Linked DNA regions of Ovis aries: region 1 is linked to region 2. A link is a contact called in public Hi-C data. All regions are on one chromosome and are shown on one strand. Each heading gives the region's core, a stretch centred on a gene start, on an enhancer-like site or on the middle of the called end of the contact. The rest is flanking DNA. Distances are from core to core; before and after follow the strand shown. Region 1 overlaps MAPKAPK2 (MAPK activated protein kinase 2). Region 2 holds the start of EIF2D (eukaryotic translation initiation factor 2D).

Region 1 (3,661 bases), core at 783-3,282, 120 kb before region 2:
TCATTTCCTGGGGGAAGCCAGGGCTGGAATCCAGGCCATGTGGATTCCGAAGCCTAAACCTTTTCCACGATACCATGCAACTTTTAGAGGAGGGGTGGAAGCCAAGACTTGTTAGTCTCAGATCACCAAATGCAAACTGGTTTCAGAGACACAACCCCCAACAGGTGCCCAGATAATTCAGTCTCCTAGGGAGCAGTCACCATGAGGTCACACTGCCACCTGGTGGCAGTATAGGGACACTGCACAGATCCTGAGTTTGCTCCCTTCAACTTCATTCATTCAAAAAGGTTATTTTCCCTTCCCACACCCTATGAAAAGGAGGAAGAGACTCTGGCCAATCTCATTTGAAAGTATTTCAATTCAACAAGCATTTACAGAGCTCCTACTATGGACCACACGTTGTGCTAGATGTGAAAACCAGAGAGTCCCAGTCTGAAAGAGACAGTTGGACGGCATCATTGGACATGAGTTTGAGCAAATTCCGGGAGATGGTGAAGGACAGGGAAGCCTGATGGGCTGCAGTCCATGAGGTCGCAAAGAGTCAGACACGACTGAGCAACTGAACGACCTGAAAAAACTCAAACTGGGGGAAGGGGTGTGAGCGAAGGCTGCCACACAGAAAATGCTTATAACCCAGTGAGAAGCTGCTGTGAGACTGCTAAATTCAGAGTTCAAGAGAAAGAGTTCTCCCCGCAGCCCCAAAAGAAAGACCTCTGTCGCCCTCTACAGGCACACAGTGCTGAAGCCCAAGCTGTCACAGTCACTCAGAGGCAACAGGAGGTCAAGGATCTGCAGTTAGGAGGCACTTGGGCCTGGGTCTGAAATCTGTCCATTTCTGGTTGCACAGCCTTGGAGAGACCGTCACCTTTTGAGCCTGCTCCACATCTGCGAGTCAGGGGTTACAATATCTGCCTCCCTCCCTCACAGAGCCACTGCAAGCTTCTAATGAAAGAACCTCTGAGCACACTTTGTTATCAGAAAGGCGCTCACCTCTGCAAGCCATCAGTGTAGCTGCCACAGCACAGGGGCCCTCTCAGTCACCTCTGAGTGAGGCTGGAACACCCTGATATAACCGACAAACCCTGATGTTACAAGTCACCAGCAAGACCATAGGCTGGGTTTGCGTCTGCAGCCCCATGACCACCGCCTAGAAACCAGCTCTGCTCAAACTTTCCACAGCTGTGCTAAGTGAGCACGCTGCTACTGCTGCTGCTGCTAAGTCGCTTCAGTCATGTCCGACTCTGTGCGACCCCAGAGACAGCAGCCCACCAGGCTCCTCCGTCCACAGGACTCTCTAGGCAAGAACACTGGAGTGGGTTGCCATTTTCTTCTCTAAGTGAGCACACACCAAGGCCCAAACCCACGTGCACGCCCCCCAGCCCCTCCTAAACTCAGAGTACACATTGCAGGATCTGCCTGCTCTCTTTACCTCAGACACAGCAACGTGTGGGGCATCAGGCAAAAGAGAACGTGCAGCCAGGAAGCCTGGGTTCACATTCCGCCTTCAGATTTGCACACAGTTCACTCCGTAGCTGGCAGAGGAGGTGGAGTGACATAGCACAACAAACCTGGCTTTGCGAGTCGCACACAATCTGCATCCCAGTTCTGCACTACTCAGCTTGTCAAAACAAGAAAACAGGACAGAGGAGTACTTGAAAGTACTGCAGCCCCTTAGAATTTGAAAATTCTAAGAGAAGCAGAGTAAGAATCCCCACGAACACTAGTAACTGACAGGCAGGGTTGTGTCCGACATCCTTGAATGGATATAAAAATCGGCCCACAGTGAAAGCAAGACCTTCGACCCGGTGAGGCTTCCAGGCTGGCTGATGTCATGGGGCAGAGCCGTGAAGAGCCAAAGAGGCTGTGTGGACAGCTGTGGGGCACCGACGCGCCCAGAGGCTGGCAGGAACGTGCTAATCTGGAGGACTGGGCTGAGCAGAGACCAACAGGGGAGGTGCTGAGCTCTGGCCCGAGGAGCGGCAGGGAGAGGAAGCAGGATTCTGGTGCGCCGCCAGGGGCCACCAGCAGAGGAACGCAATAGGCTTGACCAGGAGCCAAGAGAGTCACATGGAAAGGCTTCCACCTCTTCAGCCTGGACAAGGACAGGAGAGGCCAAAAGGCCCAAGACCGCAGTCCTGAGGGCCCACAGCTGAGGGAAGAAAGGGTCTTCCCACCAAAAAGCCAGAGGCCCGGAGACAAGGAATGCCTGAGGGGATTATAAAACATTTTAAGCCCATGCTAAGCCTGCAATGGATACTGTGACTTGCCAGGGCCCCCCAGGGTTTGCCTCTGAAATTCCCTTCCCCAGTGGAGAAGGTTAACTGTCACAGGTGCTAAACTGCAATGCAACAGGTAAGGCCACCTGCCTACAGGGGTGCCAGGAGGCAGGGCCAGACTAGTGCCCGCTGCCTGGGGAGGAACCTCTAGGGTAAAACTCCAATTCAAAGAGATACGTGCATCCCAATAGCAGCACTATTTACAACAGCCAAGACAGGGAAGATGTGGTGCATAAATACACTGGTAATGCCATCTGTAGCAACACGGATGGACAGAGAGATTATCACACTAAGCGAAGCAGAGAGAAATATCACATGGTATCATTTATATGTAGAATCTTAAAAAAAATGATACAAATGAACTTATTTACAAAAGAGAAAAAGACTCACAGACAGAAAACAAATTTATGGTTACCAATGGGGAAAGGGGAAGGGGACGGATGACTTAGGAATTTGGGATTAACAGATATACACTGCTATATAGAAAGCAGACGGTCAACAAGGACCTACTGCATAGCACAGGGAGCTCTACTCAGTATTCTGTGATAAACTATGCGAGAAAAGAATCTGGAGAGCAGTGAATATACATACACACAGCTGAATCCCCGCGCTGGACACCTGAAACTCACAACACTGTAAATCAACTATACTCCAATTCCAAAAAATTTTAAATCCAAAACAAAGCACTGTTCCATGCCTCCGTCTTCGCTGGAATCTGGAGGCAAAAAGGACCGTCTGCCTCATATCCCTCACCAAATGAAACTTCCATCACGGGACCACATGACGACCCGGGGTGGTGGGGGGGGTGGGGGTCAGCATTCTACGCCTAGGTGAGCCAGAGAAGTGGAAAGAAACAGAGGCCGGGGTCTGGGCGCTGCTCCCCAGCGAGGCCAATCTGCGGAAGACAGGAAGAACAAGCCCCAGGTCCCCGGGGACCATCCCTCACAGGCTCCAGCACTTGCCAAGCGTGCAAAGTTGGGGAATCCCTTTGTGCCTCAGTTTCCTGATCTACTAGTTCAGTCGTTCAGTCGTGTCTGACTCTTTGCGACCCCATGAACCGCAGCACGCCAGGCCTCCCTGTCCATCATCAACTCCCGGAGTTCACCCAAACTCACGTCCACTGAGTTGATGATGCCATCCAGCCGTCTCATCGTTTGTCGTCCCCTTCTCCTCCTGCCCCCCATCTTTCCCAGCATCAGGGTCTTTTCCAATAAGTCAGCTCTTCACGTCAGGTGGCCAAAGTATTGGAGTTTCAGCTTTAACATTAGTCCTTCCAAGGAACACCCAGGACTGATTCCCTTTAGGAGGGACTGGTTGGATTTCCTTGCAGTCCAAGGGACTCTCAAGAGTCTTCTCCAACACCACAATTCAAAAACATCAATTCT
Region 2 (3,397 bases), core at 488-2,987:
GATCTACGGCCCTCCCCTCCTCTGGGCTCCTCTGACTTTGACTTTGTGGCTGGGTGGCTCAGAATAAAGGCGTGATGGGTCAGAAGTGTAGGAGGAGCTGGAGTTGGGGCTGGCCCCACATTAGAGGCAGAAATGGTGGTGGACAGAGACTGCTGAAGATCTAATCTTTATAGCCAAGGTGGACTTCTTTACGTAACTGTGTCATCAAATGAAAGCAATTAGGATTTTTTTTTCTTGGTGGATGGACACTCTGCTCTGAAATTTTCATAAGCAAAATTCAACTGAGTAGGGGCCAGGACCCCAGGTGTTTAAATCTGTGTCTCCAGGGTACACAGTGATCCCTTTCAGGGAAACCCAAACTCTTACTTCTGTCTGAGACTGATTTTTTTTCTTTGTTTTGGATAATATCTACAATTTATTGGAAAATTTCAAAACACTGTGCAGCATATTACATACATCATCTCAATCGTTTCTCACAGAAGCCCAGTGAGGTGGATATTACCTCCACATCTTAGAGATTGTAAGAGTTTCAGAAAGGATAAACCACTGGGAAAGATCAAACTGCTAGGGAGAAGCCAAACCATAATTTGATCTTACTACTACTACTACTACTACTACTACTACTAGTAAGCTGCTTCAGTCGTGTCCGACTCTGTGCAACCCCATAGACGGCAGCCCACCAGGCTCCCCCGTCCCTGGGATTCTCCAGGCAAGAACACTGGAGTGGGTTGCCATTTCCTTCTCCAGTGCAGGAAAGTGAAAAGTGAAAGTGAAGTTGCTCAGTCGTGTCCGACTCTTCACGACCCCATGGACTGTAGCCTACCAGGCTCCTCCATCCATGGGATTTCCCAGACAAGAGTACTGGAGTGGGTTGCCATTGCCTTCTCTGAATTTGATCTTACTAGGTCTGAAAAATTATTTTTTCCTGAGCACTCTACATTTTAAAAATTGCTTTGGAAACACCCCCCCACCCCGAAATAATGTCTAAATGCAAAAACGTACATGCGTGCATGCTTAGTCACTCAGTCACTTACAACTCTTTGTGACCCAGTGGACTGTAGCCCACCAGGCTCTTCTGTACACTGAATTTTCTAGGCAAGAACACTGGAGCAGGTTGACATTTCCTACTCCAGGTAATCTTGCGCACCCAGGGATGGAAGCCGCATCTCTTGCGTCTTCTGCATTGGCAGCAGGATTCTTTACCACTGCAGCCACCTGGAAAGCCTGAATGTAAAAGGTACAGAAAGATGTCCAAAGCTGTTTTAAATAACAGATTTGAAGATCATTTGTATAGTTTCCCCCTCTCAGTAGGAGGTCAAATCTGGGACTAAAGTGGATTCCTTGTTATTATCACATCATGTAAAATAAAAAAAAAACAGGGAGGAGAAAAATCTCAGAATTCCAGCTGTGGCCCATAGTGTACGATAAAATGCAAAGATCTTAGTAAACCAAAGCCCTTAAGGAAAGCATTCGAGAGGCCTGCGATTTTAATAAAACCCAAAAGTTCAATTAACTTTGCGCAGCTTAACTAAATTGAATGGGATGAGAGCTGGCAGAGGGCCTACTCGACACACCACGGCGCTGATGGATGGAAATGACCGGAATCTCTTGGTCCGGAAGGGTTACTGCAGCGGGAGCCGCGCCTGCCGCTCGCGCAGGCGCAGAACCAGGCGGCCAGGATGAAGGGGCGGGGCGCACCGCTCTGAGCAGGAATCGCAGTCCCGCCTTCGGGCTTCAGTTCCCGGCCTTGCCGCTAGGGGCGGCCGCGAAGCTGAGCGGGCTCGGTTTCCAGCCGGGCCGCTTTCCCAGCCGGGCCTCAGCATGGCTGCCCCCAGGGCCGCGGGCCTGGCAGCCGCCGTGCATCCGCTTTCCTGACAGCTCGCGGCGTCTGTGGTCTCCCTCTCTTTCCCAGGCCACTCCAGCGGACATGTTTGCCAAGGCCTTTCGGGTCAAGTCCAACACGGCCATCAAGGGGTCGGACAGGTGAGGGGGAAGAGGGTCCCGTGCTTGCCCACGAGGGCATCCCAGCGTCTCTCGAGCTTGGCCGGCTCGCAGCCTTTCTGTGCTCGGTCAGCCGGCCTGGGGTGGAGGCCGAGGGGCACAGCCGGAGAAGGGACTCCAGAGCGGGGCAAGGGTGAGTTAGACATATTTTGAGGGTGAAAATGGGAGCGGAGGCCCGAGTTATCTCCCAGGCTGTCTTTTTTTTTTTGGATATTCTAGTGAGTTTCAAAGAAACGTTATTCAGTCAGCGCGTGTTGACTGTAGTCTGCTCAAAGTGTCGTGGATGTTACAGAAATGAAGGAATACGGGATCCCTGCCCTACTTGGAGCTTTGCGTCCCTTGGGAGAGAGTGGACGGGGTACAGAGGACTACAGGTATATGAGAAGTGTCTAGTCACTTCTCATATCTGGCGGGAGAGACACATGGAAGGTGAGGTGGTAGTAGATGAGCCATAGGTGGTAACTGTATCTGTTCAGACAGTGTTGCAAACGCAGATATCACCTTGGGGATTTTAGAACCAATGTTCTCTAGTTGTCATTCTTGATGCCCTGGTGTATCTGTTTGATCATAAGCTGTTAGATTTGCCATCCATATATGAGAAAGGGGCAGATCCAAGAGTTACGCGTGGAGTCAAGAAGGCAGGACTTGAGTTTCCAGTGGCAGGCTAACTTGGACTGCTCACCGGGTCTCAGTTTTTTCTTTCTTTCTTTGTGAAGTACAAAGACATGCCTCAGGAACATGTGAAAGTAGATAAGACACTGGATGAGAAAGATAATGGGATGTTTTGGAAGAGTGTGTGAGAATAGGGCATCATCAACCAGACTTCCTTGGTCCTCATGATTTTTAATAGTAAGTCTTTCTGAGTCCTCAATATTTATTAAAATCTATGCAGGCAGCCTTCATACCAGGTATGTGTGCCCTCTGCAGGAGAAAGCTTCGGGCTGATGTGGCAGCTGTTTTCCCCACTCTTGGAACTGATCAGGTCTCTGAGTTAGTGCCGGGAAAGGAAGAGCTCAACATTGTAAAGCTGTATGCTCACAGAGGAGATGCAGTGACTGTGTACGTGAGTGGTGGTAACCCCATCCTGTTTGAACTGGAGAAAAATCTGTATCCAACAGGTATGGCAGTGGCATAGAGATGCCCTTACTGTGGTCTCTGCCTAATATTTGTTTCTCCTTGTTTCTTCCATTAACCTGTCTTCCTTAAAACAAATGAATGCAAAATCTCCCTAAGAATTTTTTTGTGTTTCGTGTCTCTAGAATTGGATCATGCAAAACCAGAAACTGCTATAGAAGGGAGGGGGGAAAAGGGCTAACACAAAGCAAGGGTTGTTGCCGAGGGAAATGCTAAGGTGAAGAAACACTTGTTTCTAGAGGGTTGACCAGGAATGGAGCAG

What was found. A called contact is a pair of places that touch in the nucleus more often than the background predicts.
Region 1: a contact with region 2 is called in a Hi-C map of muscle, with 2.3 times the contacts expected there. The contact joins the enhancer-like site here to the promoter of EIF2D in region 2. A contact is called at or near these places in 2 of 16 Hi-C or Micro-C datasets (liver and muscle).

What each region holds. Positions count from the first base shown.
Region 1 is chr12:4,325,777-4,329,437 of ARS-UI_Ramb_v3.0, reverse strand. All of the region lies in intron 1 of MAPKAPK2 (MAPK activated protein kinase 2), which reads right to left. Among named protein-coding and RNA genes, the nearest start is that of MAPKAPK2, 38 kb to the right of the region's middle. Within about 2 kb of position 2,032, at least 23 of the 54 cell types and tissues checked have an H3K27ac peak or open chromatin away from gene starts, as enhancers often do. A contact at or near this core is called in liver and muscle, where this site is marked.
Region 2 is chr12:4,206,380-4,209,776 of ARS-UI_Ramb_v3.0, reverse strand. EIF2D (eukaryotic translation initiation factor 2D) reads left to right here and starts at 1,737. Exons shown (of 15, transcript XM_042257013.2): 1 at 1,737-1,983; 2 at 2,929-3,119. The coding sequence starts at 1,928.